Linked DNA regions of Urocitellus parryii: region 2 is linked to region 1. The links are chromatin contacts, called in public Hi-C maps. All regions are on one chromosome and are shown on one strand. Each heading gives the region's core, a stretch centred on a gene start, on an enhancer-like site or on the middle of the called end of the contact. The rest is flanking DNA. Distances are from core to core; before and after follow the strand shown.

Region 1 (3,424 bases), core at 564-3,063:
CATAGTAGGCACTCAATAATTATTAGTATTATCTTTATTTTTTAGCACTAGTTTGGGTCACAAAAAGAATTTTAGAAAAACCATCTGGTCCAGCTACCCCATTTTACAAATAAAGAAACCAAGGTCAAAGACAACAATGGCTTTCTGGAGATCACAACATTTATCCAGAGTCTAGACTACAGCCAATATTCCAGTCTGTCTTTTTCTACCATTCCACCTCAACTATGCTCACATTTCAGATTTGAAATTTTGAGAAAACCTAACATTCCATTCAACTTCAACCACTCAACTTTCTGCATATAAAATTGATTTTCATCATCTGTCACCTACTTACTAGTGAACTGCTTAGATTTCAGCAGAATCTTTGTGCACTAACATGCTAAACACTTTATATTATTTCATCAAATCTACAGAAGGAAATTGCAATCTACAGATGTGGTTACTAAATGTATCTACCTTATGTTTAACAATATCTTAAGTCATTTATTTATTTTTGTACTGGAGATTAAACTCAGGGGCATTCAACCACTGAGCCACATCCCCAGCCCTATTTTGTATTTTATTTAGAGACAGGGTCTCAATGAGTTGCTTATCGCGTCGCTTTTGCTGAGGCTGGCTTTGAACTCGCAATCCTCCTGCCTCAGCCTCCCAAGACGCTGGAATTACAGGCGCGTGCTACCATGCCCTGCTGACAATGTCTATATCAAAAATTTGAACTCAAATCTACCTATACAGTTCCCTTTCCCACTGTGCAATGGAAGAAAACTTTATTATAATCTTAATCTAAGGTTGCCAAACACTTTGCAACCAACTTCTTGGGAGTTTCCTACTAAGCGGCTGAAGGCAAATCTCATTCACTTCAAGCTGCATCAACTTCATCATGCTTTCTTCGGATCTGTTCAAGTTCTGCTAGTGACTGACTTTCTCAGGTTAGGTAATTCCAGTTTTAAATTCCACAAGATCAAGTAACTTTTCAGTGAGGACTGAATTAAGCTAGATTCCCCCGGGGAATAACAACAGCTAGCTATATTAAGCTTAATCAATAAGTAGTACTAAGATTTCTAGGTATAGTTTTGGGTCCACAGGTATGGGCAGATATGGTACTGGGAACACCCAGAATCCTTAATATTGTTACATCACAGCCCGAGATTGATACATTGTAAAACAGAAGTCTTGCCTTTCAGGAATGTATGTTCTTGCTCCTGTCCAAATCTTACTCTCCAAAACTTGTTCAGTAGACTCTGGAGAGAAGCCAAAGAAGAAACAAACCCAGGTGCTGCTTTCAGCTCCTGGAAAGACGTCCCATCTCTTATTTCACCGCTAACCAGCCTCCCTTCCCACCCTGGAGTCCTCTCCCATCATCCGGGTTCTCCTAGAGCAGCCATGGGCAAGTCTAGGCGTGTCGGGTCCTATCCCACCCAAACGGCCCTCCTACAGTTCCATTCCTGAGCGCAAAGCTGGACAAGGGCCCGAATCAAGAGTGCAGGGAGACAGCACAGGATGTCAGAGTCAGGGACCACCGGCGGCCCTGTCCCAAAGGAGCCTCTGGGCCTGATAATGAGAAAATGAGAAGAGGATGCGCAAGGGTTCTGCAGGGAGCCAGGCCTCCGCCGCCCACCGAAGCCAAGACCCGAGGCCGCGACCAGTCCAGTCCAGCCCGCCCCGCCCTCCAGACCATCGGCGGTACCGAGACCGACATCCTAATCCCTGGGCCCGGCCCTCGGCTGCCCAGGACCGCCCTCACCTTCCGTTTGAGGCGCTGGGAGGGGGTGGGATCAGGAGGATGTCTCAGGCCGGGACACCTGGACCAACTGACACCGGCAGCTCCGCCCTCTTCGCCGACAGAGCGTGCGCTGAAAAAGGAGCCCCGCCCCACCCAGCCCCGTCGCCCGCCAATCACGGATCAGGATTGCACGCTTGCGCATTAGCAGCCCGCCGTCCCAACCATCCTATCACAAAGTGCGGGAGCATAACAAAAGGAACTGACGCCCAATCAAGATTGAGCCCGTTGTGGGCGGGTCCTGGAAGAGCAACAGCCAATGGCAGTATAGGAACTTAGCTATTCCTGAGAAAGTAGGTCCCTGCCAAGCAGTTCTGATCTCAGCCGGACCCTAAACACTGGGGTCAGAAATCTAGGAGGATAATTTTGACTTCTGTGAGGAAGGAGGTTGGTCTAACCAAACGCTAGGCGAGAAGGAAGGCGTTCAAATTCAAGAAAAGAGTGTTTGGGGGCAGGATAGAAAAAGGAAACCAACGCGGTTCCTCGATTCTAAAAGCAGATTTTTCCTTTTTTTAGTTTCCAAAATCAGAAATCTCATAAAGTATACCGCTAATGGAATGTTTCCCTCCATACTCCTCCTTCCATTTATTAAAATCTATAGTGCTCCTGATCATTTAATGATTGAAGAAATACCTAGTAGTACTTTGGTATAGCCCCTTTGCTTGTCTTATCTCCTTTGATCCTCCCAGCAACCCACAGAAAAACTTGAAGCTTAAGAATAAAGACTTTTCTTGTTCAAGGTCATACGTGTGATACAAAATACTCTGTGCCAGACTTAGGAGGCTCGCGACACCTTTCTTGGTAATATCCATTGAGCACAGGGTAGACATCACGCGATACTAAGATACGTTCTTGTTTTGACTTCGTGTCAATCTCCTGAGCTGTAGGGGTGAGCCTTTTTGTCCGCCCTGTTCTTGGCTTTGTTCTTCTGGCAGAGCTTTTTGACACTTAGCATTAATCCTTTTAAGGACTACTGGGGGCGGGGGGTGGGGGGGGGTCTTCCATTTGGTGTTTGGAAACTGCACATTTGGCTGTTACTAAACTACAGTTTAAAAAAATTTACTAGAATGCATCGCAGCATGTAAATAAATGAATGGGGGAAAAAAATCCAACAAATCAAAGAAGTGCCAAGAGGAGTAAAAGAAAATGGAGGCAGTATTTAAACAATAATAGCTAAGAATTTCCCAAGATTTTGAAAAATCTGACTTCTCAGATTAAAGAAGACTTTTTCTTGAGGAAGATTAATATAAGGAATTCCATGTAGAGGTGAAACTATTGCAGAACCAACGAAAAGTATTAAAATTGCTTTTTTTTTTTTTTTGGCTAGAACATGTTGTTTTAAAAAAGTATCTTTCTTTCAGTTGTGGTAAAAATACATAGCAGAAAATTGACCATCTTAACCATTTTTTTTTTAATTCAATGGTATTAACTACTTTCACATTGTTGTGTAACCAATATTCAGAACTCTTTATCTTCACCAACCGAAAGTCTCACCAAACAACTCCGCATTTCCCACAACTCTTTCTTCCTATATGAGTTTGGCTACACTAAGTACCTACTGGAGTCATTGCCTTCAATGTTCATCCTGGTTGTAGCATAAGGTAGAATGTCTTCTTAAGTCTGAATAATTTGGGCCACATTTTG
Region 2 (3,431 bases), core at 81-2,580, 600 kb before region 1:
TTCCATGCTCATTTTTAATCCAATCCCATATCTCAGAGTTCCTTATAATGTTTTTTTTTTAATATTTACAAATTCCTTCTCCAACAGTAAGAAGCTGGCTCCCATTTTCCTTATGAGAGTTCTTATGCTGCAGCCTTCCTGACTGCCTGTCTTCAGTCCCTAACTTCTCTAAGGGAAAGGGCACAGAAGGAGAGTCATACATTCTTCATGACACAGATTCTCCAAGCTTTGTGGCTAGAGGAAAACTGCTAAAAGATAGGTCTGGGGAATCACCGTGGTTTGCATTTTTGCAGAATCTACCTGGGGGTTTGGAGCCAATGTACTCCTCCCTCAGATCTCTGGTGGTTCAGAAACCAGCAGCCAGGCATCTCCACTTTGCCTCCTTGGGCATTAGGCACTATAAAAAGCACTGTCCCAATTGCCTAGAAGCCTATTTTCTAAAAGGAATAAGCTAGGAACACATACAAATCCAGCACATCAAATACCAGAGAGACAGATTCTTCTAAGTAGTTCTTGTGCCTGCTTCTAATTTGGGTATAGCTGGGGCTCTCTGCTCTCCCCTAACAGCCACCAGCTGTTGGTACTGCTGCCCAAAAAAAGAGAAGTTTTGCTGGTGGACATTCATTAACAGAGAGCTGTACGTGTATTCAGGTCCTGGGGAAATGGTGGACTTTTTGCTTTTTGATATGAATTGGATCCTGGTTCTATGAGTGATAGCGGGGAAATACCTGTGAGTGATTGAGAACCACCACACAAATATTTTTCAACACTTTATATTTTCGGTTTCTCAAACCAAGGAAACCATAGGTGAGAAAGGATAACAACCAAGCACTTAATTGGTAAGTAATTATGCTGTGCCACAGTTTTAAGATTACTCTAGGGAAACCGTATTCTCTGCTGAGTAGTTGTAATCTACATGCTCAACTGGAGAGCACTTGCTAAACAGTAACCCAAACAAATCTCCCTTGCTTATTGATGTTGTGAGTGCTCTGATGCCAGTCATGACAACCAAAATAAATACAGAGAGAAATGGCTCATCCAGTCTCTTTTCCTCCACAGAGTTAGACAATGTCCATTTTATAAGGAGGGAAAAATGTCACGTGTTTGTTTCCAGATGGGAGAAAAGAAGCCTGCCTATTCCTATACCCACCCCAACATAGTGGTCCCTAGACCAGCAGCATTAGATCATCTGGGAACTCCTTAGAAATGTGTGTTCTGGGGCCCAACCCAGGCCTACTAGACCAGAAACTTCACAAGGCCCATTAGTCTGTTTTAAAACTAAAGTTTAATAGACAATGTTCTAGATATTTCAGGAGCAGTGTTAAAAGACCTTAGACTAACAAGATTTAGACTTTGGTCCCGGGTCGGGTACTTAGGGAGCTCACCGTAGTTCTTCCAGCAAATGAAAAGGTTGTTTACAAGAGGCACATTTTGCTATATTTAAGGCGTAGGAAGTTGTTTCTGTACTTATAGGTCAAGGGGTCGCTTCCCCTTTTGCCCCCACCGGGATCATGTCGCAAACTGATGGTGAATGTGAGACCCGGCAGGGGTCGCTGCTGTCCATGGAGAGAGACTGAGGGAGCGTGGCAAGTGAAGCCCAGAAGCTTTGACATCACACTAAGCTCCTCCTTGCACGCACACATTATACACACACACAAACATATACAGACACTCATACACACACACACACGGACCGCGTAACTCCACTCTTCCCACTCGCTCCCATTCTCCCTGAGCCGACCCCTCCCGCGGCAAGTGTGTGTCTCGGCACAGCCATCAGCCAGGCCAGGAGCGCACGCCAGCTGCCCCAGCGAACCGGCGCGCAGTGGGGGCGGCCGCCAGGGCTGCGGCCGGACCCGCTCACCCCGGCGCTCGGCTGCGGCGGCTGGGACACTCCGCCTGCGAGCGGCCGCGCCCGCCCCCGCCGGGGCCGGAGCGGGCAGAGCTGCCACCCCGCACGCTCCTGGGCCCCCTGCCACCCCATGAGAGAAGAAGCCGGCCGAAGGAGCAGGACGCTTGGCAGCTGGACTCCTCCGCAAGCCGAAGCGCCCCCTCCTTTCTCACCCCCAGCGCTCCTGAGAAGCAAGATGCAACCGCCGCGCTTCGGCTAAGAGGCGAAGGGGCCGGCGCCACCCGCTCGCCCGGAATCTGGTCCCCGAGGCGGCTGCGCGTCCCAGCCGCGGCCCCACGGGCCCGGGAGTGAGCAGTAGCAGCAGCAGCTGGAGAAGCGGCCGGCCCGGGGTTGGCCCGGGCTGGGGAGGAGGGACGGGGCGGGAGGAGGGCGCGGGGGGCGGGGAGGGGGCCCCGGCGGATAAAGATGGCAATGTCTCTCATCCAAGCGTGCCGCAGTCTGGCTCTCTCAACATGGCTGCTTTCCTTTTGTTTCGTGCATCTGCTCTGCCTGGACTTCACCGTGGCCGAGAAGGAGGAATGGTACACCGCCTTCGTGAACATCACCTACGCCGAGCCCGCGCCGGACCCCGGGGCCGGGGCTGCGGGCGGCGGTGGCGCCGGCGCCGAGCTGCACACGGAGAAGACCGAGTGCGGGCGCTACGGGGAGCACTCGCCCAAGCAGGACGCCCGCGGGGAGGTGGTCATGGCCAGCTCGGCCCACGATCGCCTGGCTTGCGACCCCAACACCAAGTTCGCCGCGCCGACCCACGGCAAGAACTGGATAGCCCTCATCCCCAAGGGCAACTGCACGTACAGGGATAAGATCCGGAACGCGTTCCTGCAGAACGCCTCCGCTGTGGTTATCTTCAACGCGGGCTCCAACACCAACGAGACCATCACCATGCCCCACGCAGGTAAGCTGCCCCGGACGGTGCTGGGCGGGTGCGGGGGAGGGGAGACCCAGAGGACGGAGGCGCCGAGAAAGATCCAGTGCCTGCAGCCCAGATCCTTTCTGGAAAGTCCGTGCTGCGCGGAAGACGCGTCTCGGTTCCCCGGACCTATTAAGTTTTGCCCCGCGTCACTTTGGGGGCGGGGGATTACAAAGAGTAGAGGATGCACTATATTGGGCAAATATCAAAGAGCTTGACATAGCGCCGCTCGGACGCAGCCTTGTTGAGGTGGGCTGACTTTTCTGAGAAGACTTTGGAAGGCGGGCTTTGGAAGACAAGGTTCGGGTATTGGTCTTGGTTAGTGACCGGTTCTGCACCTGTTGGGAGCCGGTGTATCTGATAACTGGCTCTGCACTCGGGTGTGTGCATCAGGTGCTCCCCTGATGCATGCGTCTGTGTATCAGGAGGTGGGTAGAGTTACCTGCTAGCAGCTTGCCACTGCAAACTTGCTTCTTCTGCAAGTTAGGTTTCCGCTCTTCGTGGGAGATTAGCAGTCCCCCCCTCCCCCACTGGTTTTACACACGTCATAAATAATATTGAAAGTACTGAGCTCTGCCAGGCTGTCATCCTGAGAAACTGACAGGCACG

What was found. Hi-C and Micro-C count contacts between places; a contact is called where the count stands out from the background.
Region 2: a Hi-C map of muscle shows a contact between it and region 1, with 4 times the contacts expected there. The contact joins the promoter of Rnf150 here to the promoter of Scoc in region 1. A contact is called at or near these places in 2 of 2 Hi-C or Micro-C datasets (liver and muscle).

The regions. Positions count from the first base shown.
Region 1 is chr10:16,496,604-16,500,027 of mUroPar1.hap1, reverse strand. Scoc (short coiled-coil protein) reads right to left here and starts at 1,813. Exons shown (of 5, transcript XM_077803332.1): 1 at 1,745-1,813.
Region 2 is chr10:17,096,096-17,099,526 of mUroPar1.hap1, reverse strand. Rnf150 (ring finger protein 150) reads left to right here and starts at 1,330. Exons shown (of 7, transcript XM_026386172.2): 1 at 1,330-2,807. The coding sequence starts at 2,318.